2 separate regions of the Sus scrofa genome follow, and region 2 is linked to region 1. Evidence: chromatin contacts called from public Hi-C data. All regions are on one chromosome and are shown on one strand. Each heading gives the region's core, a stretch centred on a gene start, on an enhancer-like site or on the middle of the called end of the contact. The rest is flanking DNA. Distances are from core to core; before and after follow the strand shown. Region 1 holds the start of RAB2B (ras-related protein Rab-2B). Region 2 overlaps SALL2 (sal-like protein 2).

Region 1 (4,074 bases), core at 521-3,020:
TAGTATCCATGAGGACTCAGGTTTGATCTCTGAGGTTTGCTCAGCAGGTTAGGGATCCTGCATTGCCATAAGCTGTGGTGTGGGTCACAGATGCGGCTAGGATCCCGCGCGTTGCTGTGGCTGTGGTGTAGGCTGGCAGCTACAGCTCTGATTGGACCCCTAGCCTGGGAACCTCCATATGTGTGGGCGAGGCCCTAAAAAGACCAAAAAAAAAAAAAAGCACTGTATCATTAGCACCTTGCACAGTATGGTTGGTTGTTCACTTAATAACTATTTGCAAAAATCTTCTCCTGTTGATTTTTCCTCTAAATCCTTTTTGAACCCCATCAGCTATTTGGGTTCTGAGTAAGTCCTTGGGAGTAGTGGCAGCTTCAGACTTCCAAAAGGGGGGGACTTGGAAGTGGCAATCTGGTAAGAATGGGAAATCAGGCTTTTATTCAGAAACATCTGCAAGGAAGGCTAGTTTAACACATATATTCTTTATTTGGGCTGGGGTTATGGAGATATGAAAGGGGATGTATAGGCCCCAGCAGGCTATAGCTAATTTCAAATGTGTGAAGACATTCATATGTCCCAGTATCACCAGTTTGTTTTTGGAACTCGATCATACTCTTTTCTTTAAAGGAAAAGTTACTCGCTTCATCTACCTTTTAATTTTAAGTCTGGGATGGCTCTTCAGTGTGCTTATTCTTCTCCCACACACACACAAAATCTATATAGTAATTACTTTGAAAAACACGTGAAGTTCGCACTAATTTACCGCAAAACAAGGTTAGTTTCTGAATAAGTAATTCCGCTTTAGTGGGATTTTCCGTAAGCATACAAATTACATTTTGGGGAAAAAAATCCTACAGGCAGCTAATCCACACCTCCATACTCAACTCTTAGTTACTTTTCAATTATTTACTCCCAATTACACTACTCCCCATTTATCAGCATTTGATTAGAGACTCAATGTAACTTTGGACTAGTTCAAAAAGTAGGGCAGGTAATGTTTTACTTTGAACACTAAAAGCTGCTAAATTTCCACTTCAGGTAATCAGATTTCATAATCTACTTTAAGACAGGTAATATGTACTTACCTATTGTGAGGTCGTGGACCGGCTGGAACCGCTTGTCTGTAAACTGCAGGAGGAGACATGACTTCCCCACACCTGAAAAAGGAGGACGTGGGTTCTAGCAGTTACACGGCAGGGGAACAGTCCAAAGTCGGGGCATCAGGGACTGGGGAAGGGGAGCCCCAAGCCCCGAGCCCCGCCCCCGGCCGGCCGCCCCGCCCCCGCCCGCTCCTCACTTAATGGCCCAGCCCACTAAATGAGCCCCGCCCCCAAGACCCGATTTGGGCCCTTCGGATTCCCGCCCCTGCCTGAGAGCTGTTGTCTGCGGGTTACCTGTGTCCCCGATGATGATGTACTTGAAGAGATAAGCATAAGTCATGGTCCCGTTTCCTCTGGATTCCGGGTCCGCCCGACTTCTACAGCCACTTACCTCCGGCCTCTCTAGCCACGCAATCTACGGACCTCCGGTCCCTTCTAGCCCAGATCACGTCTCTATTGCTCTCCCTCGAAATCCTCTTTCAGTCGGAGCGACGGTAATACCCAGATACCACCTCCGGCGGCGCCTCCAACACTTCTACATGCCATAATACCACCAAGATCCAGGGGGCGATAGCTAGCCTTTCAGTCCGCTCGGCTTTCCCGGGCCTGACTCACAACAGCCCCACGGCGCTCCTTCCAGTCAGCTGAGAGCCACGCACGTCGTTGCGGAAGTGACGGCAGTTCCGTGTCCTGTAGAGGCGGTGGGAGCGATGAGGGCACTGAGGCTGTGGTAGCCGTTGTGTGAAGATGGAGGTAAGCGCCTGAGCGCTAAGAAGGCTGGCGAGAGAACGCGGCTGACGGGGTTGAAGCAGAGATGGGAAGTCGGGCGGAGAGGCGGCTGCCGGGAGGGGAGAGAGCCGAGTTTCGGGAATGTTGTCATAATGTCGGGGTCAGAATCCGTCGCTCCAACCTAATTCCCTACTTCCTCTAACATCCTCGCGGCTTTCTTTTGGTTTCCAGTTTCCCGGAGGAAGTGACAATTACCTGACGATCACTGGACCCTCGCACCCCTTCCTGTCAGGGGCCGAGGTGAGCAAGAGCTGCCGACGTTACGGCGGCGGGGGGGTGGGGGGCTGCTGAGGCAGAGGAGGTGGGGTAGGGTGGTGGGGAGGGGAGCGTGGACGCCGGGGGCTGGTGGTTGGGAATCCGGGGCCGTGATTGATGTTTGCAGAAGAGTGGCAGTTGCTTCCAGAGCCTATGAGAGCTCTGGGGAGGGCCTGGGAAGTTGTTGTCATCAGAAGAGCAAGACCTTGAAAAGAGCGTACCTGTTTATTTCAGAGTGATTCCGGATTGGAATCCAGAATGGAATTTCTCTTTCTGTGAAGGAGAAGTAACTAAAACAATCTTGGGGGATCGCAGCAGGGAGGTGTTTCAGCCAAAGAAATTGGGGAGAGGGAAGGAGTTTACCTAGTAGAGGATAACTATGACATGTGTTCACTCTTAAAACGTACTCTGTTGAAGGGGTCTTTGTTTCATTAAAATTTTCTACTCAGTGATTTTTTAAAAAGTTATGTTTACTTACGTGGTGTTAGCTTGTTTTGCTAGCGACAGTATGAAAGGAAATAGTTGCCTTCAGAAAACATGGAGTTGAGTAGAATATGTGTTTCTGTTTGCCAGTGACTCAGAGTTTGAGCAGCTTACTTCACCTTTGTATGTCACAGTTTCCCCAGCTGTCAAATGGCTGTAATAATAGTTTCTTATGACGTTGTGAGGTAAATGTAATGGTCATGGTGAGGTCCTTTAGTATTACTGGAAAAGTTTTAGTTGAAATACTGTCATAAGTATGCGTCATTTGCTTAGGCAAGGCAAAAGGGAAAGATGGAACAGATACAAATAAATTTCTCAGTCTTAAGAAACTGAAGTTATGAACTTTCCAGTATCTTTTGAGGATTTTGTTTTCAAACATGTCGTAAACCATTTTTGTTAGCTTTTTGTAACAAAAATTCTCAGTTGCTGTTGAATGAACTTATCCTATAATAAATCTTAATGTTTTCACGGATGAGAATTTGATTAGCAAGGGTCATTTGCTATTTGTTCATATTTTCTTCATTGCATTTACTGTTTGTTTTATTCTCCTAAACAGGAGAATGTGTTATAAATGAGCAGCAAATTTAGAAACAATATAAAACTAGGAGTTCCGCTTTGGGGCGCAGTGGAAATGAATCCGACTAGGAACCATGAGGTTGAGGGTTTGATCCCTGGCCTTACTCAGTGGGTTAAGGATCCGGTGTTGCTGTGAGCTGTGGTGTAGGATGCAGATGTGGCTCAGATCTGACATTGCTGTGGCTGTGATATAGGCCAGTGGCTGTAGCTCCCATTGGACCCCTAGCCTGGGAACCTCCATGTGCCAGGGGTACAACCCTAAAAAGCCAAAAGAAACAAAACTAAAATCTGTTTGATGCTTTTCAGTCTCATTGCCATTTTCTTCTGAGTGATATCTCCATGGTTAATTTCATTATTTGGAGTGTTTTAAATTTCACATTGGCCTCATCCGCATGAAAGCACATCATTGCCAACTTCTGAACCATGTCACCACAATTTAATTTATTTTTCTTTCTTTTTAGAGCCATACCCATGGCATATGGAGATTCCCAGGCTAGGGGTTGAATCGGAACTACAGTTGCTAGCCTGCCCCACAGTCACAGCAACATGAGATCTGAGCTGTGTCTGCGAACTAAGCAGCAACGCTGGATCCTTAACCCACTGAGCAGGGCCGGGGATTGAACCCACGTCCTCCTGAATACTAGTCGGGTTCGTTAACCACTGAGCCAGGATGGGAACTCCTGTCTCTCCAGTTTAAATTTCTTATTTAGAGTGTTTTAAATTTCACATGGGCTTCATCAAGGAACTTTCAGAGTTTGAGTCTATCATTTGTTTTAGCTTTATGACTTTAAGACTTTTTAAAAAAAACCTATTTTGCCAAGAAGTTCATAACTAAATTTCAGTGGCTACCTTTAAGCTTAGGGCTCTGTCATTG
Region 2 (3,972 bases), core at 1,091-3,590, 75 kb after region 1:
TCCATCCATCCCTCTTTCCTCCATCCCTCTATTAAACAAATGTCTGTGGTGGTTAGTTAGTATATATAAATCACTGTGCTAGATGTCACAAACCAAAGGGAATAAAAACAGATCCTTCTTGAAGCAGTGTTAACTTGGTATGGGAGATAAAACACAGGTAACTGGGTAATACTAATAGCAGCTCTTTATGAGCCATTTCTTTGTGACAAAGCTACCTGAGGCTCTGTTTTGCAGTGATCTTGTGAGGTAGGCATTATTAACTCTGTTTTCCCAGTTAGGAAATTGGGGTTAAGAGAGGTTAGTAAATTGCTAAGGGTCATGCAGCTGTGAATTATGGAACTGAGTCCCTAATACATTTATCTTACAACAAAGTCTGTGTTCTAAATGCTATGTGAATTCTGGGGTGTGACTTTGGGTTTAAATTGACTTCACCACTTAGCTGCATGATTTGGGGGGGCATTTTATTTAACCTATCTGATACTCAGTTTCCTCATATAAAAATAAGGTTAATAGTATCTATTTCATAGGATTGTGGTGGAAATTTAACAAAACTCAGTTAAAGCCTTTGGCCCAGTGCCTGGCCAATCTTTCAAGCTCTCTACATTTGTTGACTAATATTATTCTGTCCTGCATACGTAGCAAGGGGTGAAGGCTAGGAGAGATGCAGATCAAATATGTACACATTCAGAGGGAGGAAAGGTCATTTCAAACTGGAGGGCAGGAGGGTGAATAGATTAAAGGTGGATGAAGTCACTTAAATTGAAGTTTGTTTTTTTTTTTTTTAAGATAAGACTTGAACATTTAGATTAAAATTTAGAATAGGAGGCTCTGTGGAGGAAAGCAGCAAGGAGCTTATTATCTGTGGAAAGTGACAAGCAATAAAAATGCAAGTAAATAAATTAGATAATTACTGAGAGTGGTAATTAAAAAGGATAATGGGAGAGAAAGTAAGGTGGAAAGGTGGGGCTGCAAGGTAATCCATTAGAGGGAAAACTTGATTCTATCCCCAGGTAGAGGGCTGTTCATATGTAGATTGACCACTATCCATGAATGACTACTGAATAATGGCCCTAACTGACGGAAATGCAAATACTCTTACAAACAGGGGCTATTAGTAATGCACATATGAAAAACCTCTGATTTAAGCAGAACGACAACAAACCCCCCTAATCAATCTTTGAATGAATTGATCTGTGAATGAACACATTCACATCTAAATGATTTTATTTTTTTTTCTTTTTAGGGCCTTACTCAAGGATATGAGGTTCCCAGGTTAGGGGTCCAATCGGAGCTACAGCTGCTGGCCTATACCACAGCCACAGCAACACAGGGTCCGAGATGCATCTGCAACCTACACCAACGCTCACGGCAGCGCTGGATCCTTAACCCACTGAACACGGCCGGGATCGAACTCACAACCTCTTGGTTACGAGTCGGATTCGTTTCCACTGTGCCACGATGGGAAGTCCCACATCTTCGTGATTTTGATGACAAGAAAATAACATTTTTTCTTTGTCTTGTATCTTCTCTCAAGGATTAAGTAAAATTAGTCAAGGCTACCCTACTCTTATCACTCATTTAATTATTTATCCATTCAACAAATATTTTGCTGAGAGTTTACTATGTGTTTGTCACTATACTTTGCCTGGGGAGTACAGTGGGTAGTTTTCCTTGGCGGTCTCATCTCTTGCTCGAGTGCATTCGGAACTGGAGGACATATCAGCACCCAGGCAGGTACTGACACAGGTCTACTGATGTTTTTGGATAGGGGTGGGAGAGAACGTGGTAATATAAAGGGTCCAGAGTGTGTCCTGAAATGGTCTATGTTCTCACAAAGGGTCCCTGATTCAAGAGTTTTGGGAAAGATTTTTAATGCTCCCTGATTTTATTTGAACTAAAACATTATTTGCCATTCGTATCCCTCTGTGCATCCCATTCCAAGGCTCACTCCGTCACTCCTTCTCCTATACCTGTCCCCATCTTTTGCTACCCAAATTCACCAAATGAGTCTCTTCCTCACAAGCCATTCCAACTCCTGCTGTTCTTCATAGCCAGTCTCTGGGCTCAGCCCCAAGCCTGGAGGGGCAGAAAATGGATTCAGAGTTGCTGCTCAAACAGAGATCCCCATGGAAACCAAAGGGCTAAGAAAACAAAAAGAGAGGAAGAGGCAGCTACTGCCTGACCTTTTATGCTCACTCTCCAAATTCTTTTTGCTCTTGGGCGTGAAGGCAAGTGCTTATTTGTATAACTAGTGAAACCAAAGAACCTGCCCCTTGCCCCCTCCCCCAAATTTCATGAGGACCTCGCTTCGCTTTGATCGTCAGTGAGGTACAGTGGGACATCGCCACCTGGTGGTCGAAACACAAACTTACTGCCAAGGTGAGTGATGAGTGAGAGCCTGCAATGCAGGTTTAGCAGCAAAAGGAAGAGGATGCAGACTTAACATGCAGGAGGCACTCCCAGGAAAGTATTTAGCATTTAGTACTTGCTCCTTCTCACATATATTTTAAAAATATTTAAATATCTTTATGTTGATAACTCAGTTTTTTTTTTTTTTTTTTTTGTATCCAATCCAAATATGGGTACACAAGGTCTAGTCTATATCTCCCAACTCCACAGGAGTTATTTCCTACCCAAATGTCTTCTTACCATAAATTCAGTGTAATCCCAGAGCTGGAAGGTGCTTTTTCCTTCCTTTTCCTTCTAGAGGGCACCCTTTGCTAGTTTACCGTTTATTCCACAGTCTTTTTTTTTTTTTTTTTTCCTTGCCTTTTTTTAGGGCCTAACCCTCAGCATATGGAACTAGGGGTCAAGAATCAGAACTGCAGCTGCCAGCCTATACCACAGCTCACCACAACACAGATCCTTGATCCACTGAGCGAGGCCAGGGATGGAACCCGAATCATCATGGATATTAGTTGGGTTAGTTACCAGTGAGCCACAATGGGAACTCTTCTGCTGTCTTTTTGATATGGCCTCTCTGGTTCCTCAGGGGTATGACACTTTTTTCCTCCCTTGTTTTTTTAGGAGTATATGGAGGTTCCCAGGCTAGGGGTTAAATCAGAGCTGTAGCCACAGCCACAGTAATGCCACATTGGAGCCACATCTTTGATCTGCGCCACAGCACATGGCAATGCCAGATCCTTAATCCACTGAGTGAGGCCAGGGAGCGAACCTTTGTCCTCATGGATACTTGTCAGATTCCTTTCCACTGAGCCACAATGGGAACTCCCAGGGGTATGATTCTTAATGCTGCCACTAGAGGTGGTCTGTGCCCCCTGCCTCCTCCCTCCCACCCATAGGTACTGTCTCTTTCTTTTCAGGAAATAGGAAGGACTAGGGAAGGACAGACCCATCTCCTTCCTCTTGTTTCTTTTTTTTTTTCTTTTTTGTCATTTTGCTATTTCTTGGGCCGCTCCCTCGGCATATGGAGGTTCCCAGTACACCACAGCTCACGGCAACACCAGATTGTTAACCCACTGAGCAAGGGCAGGGACCGAACCCGCAACCTCACGGTTCCTAGTCGGATTCGTTAACCACTGCGCCACGACGGGAACTCCCCCTCTTGTTTCTCAGGAGAGATTCACCTGAGGACTTGTGATGTTCTTAACTGGAAAGTTAGGGCAGTTTCAGAAGGGAATTACAATGTCAGAGAGATAAAAATTGAAGTTTTAGCCAGCTTAGATTTTCCCTTTACTGTGCAAGGGATGATACCTCAAGACTTGAATCTTTAGAGGAAGTGTGTCCCCATTCCTGGCCTGATGGAGGAGAGAGACAGGCTTCAGATTCTGGAATTTTTAAGTCCAGTCTTCTGAGTTCTTTAACTCTGATGAGTTAAAGGGGATGAGGGATTCCCCATTCCTTCCCACTATAGCAGGATATCTAAACCACATCTAGTTATCTTGTCCCCTAAAGCAGCTTTGCCTCCCAACTTTACCTTCCCTGTAGAAGGCATTTGCTTCTATTAATTAG

Evidence for each region. Hi-C and Micro-C count contacts between places; a contact is called where the count stands out from the background.
Region 2: a Hi-C map of embryonic fibroblasts shows a contact between it and region 1, with 2.4 times the contacts expected there. The contact joins the enhancer-like site here to the promoter of RAB2B in region 1. A contact is called at or near these places in 1 of 5 promoter capture datasets (liver) and 7 of 47 Hi-C or Micro-C datasets (embryonic fibroblasts, epiblast stem cells, heart right ventricle and 2 more).

Annotation. Positions count from the first base shown.
Region 1 is chr7:77,696,603-77,700,676 of Sscrofa11.1, reverse strand. RAB2B (ras-related protein Rab-2B) reads right to left here and starts at 1,770. Exons shown (of 8, transcript XM_013978245.2): 1 at 1,392-1,770; 2 at 1,083-1,154. The coding sequence starts at 1,437. TOX4 (TOX high mobility group box family member 4) reads left to right here and starts at 1,725. Exons shown (of 9, transcript XM_001929118.6): 1 at 1,725-1,850; 2 at 2,058-2,126. The coding sequence starts at 1,845.
Region 2 is chr7:77,622,624-77,626,595 of Sscrofa11.1, reverse strand. The region is part of intron 1 of SALL2 (sal-like protein 2); the gene reads right to left. Among named protein-coding and RNA genes, the nearest start is that of METTL3, 37 kb to the left of the region's middle. Within about 2 kb of position 2,340, at least 15 of the 83 cell types and tissues checked have an H3K27ac peak or open chromatin away from gene starts, as enhancers often do. A contact at or near this core is called in embryonic fibroblasts and epiblast stem cells, where this site is marked.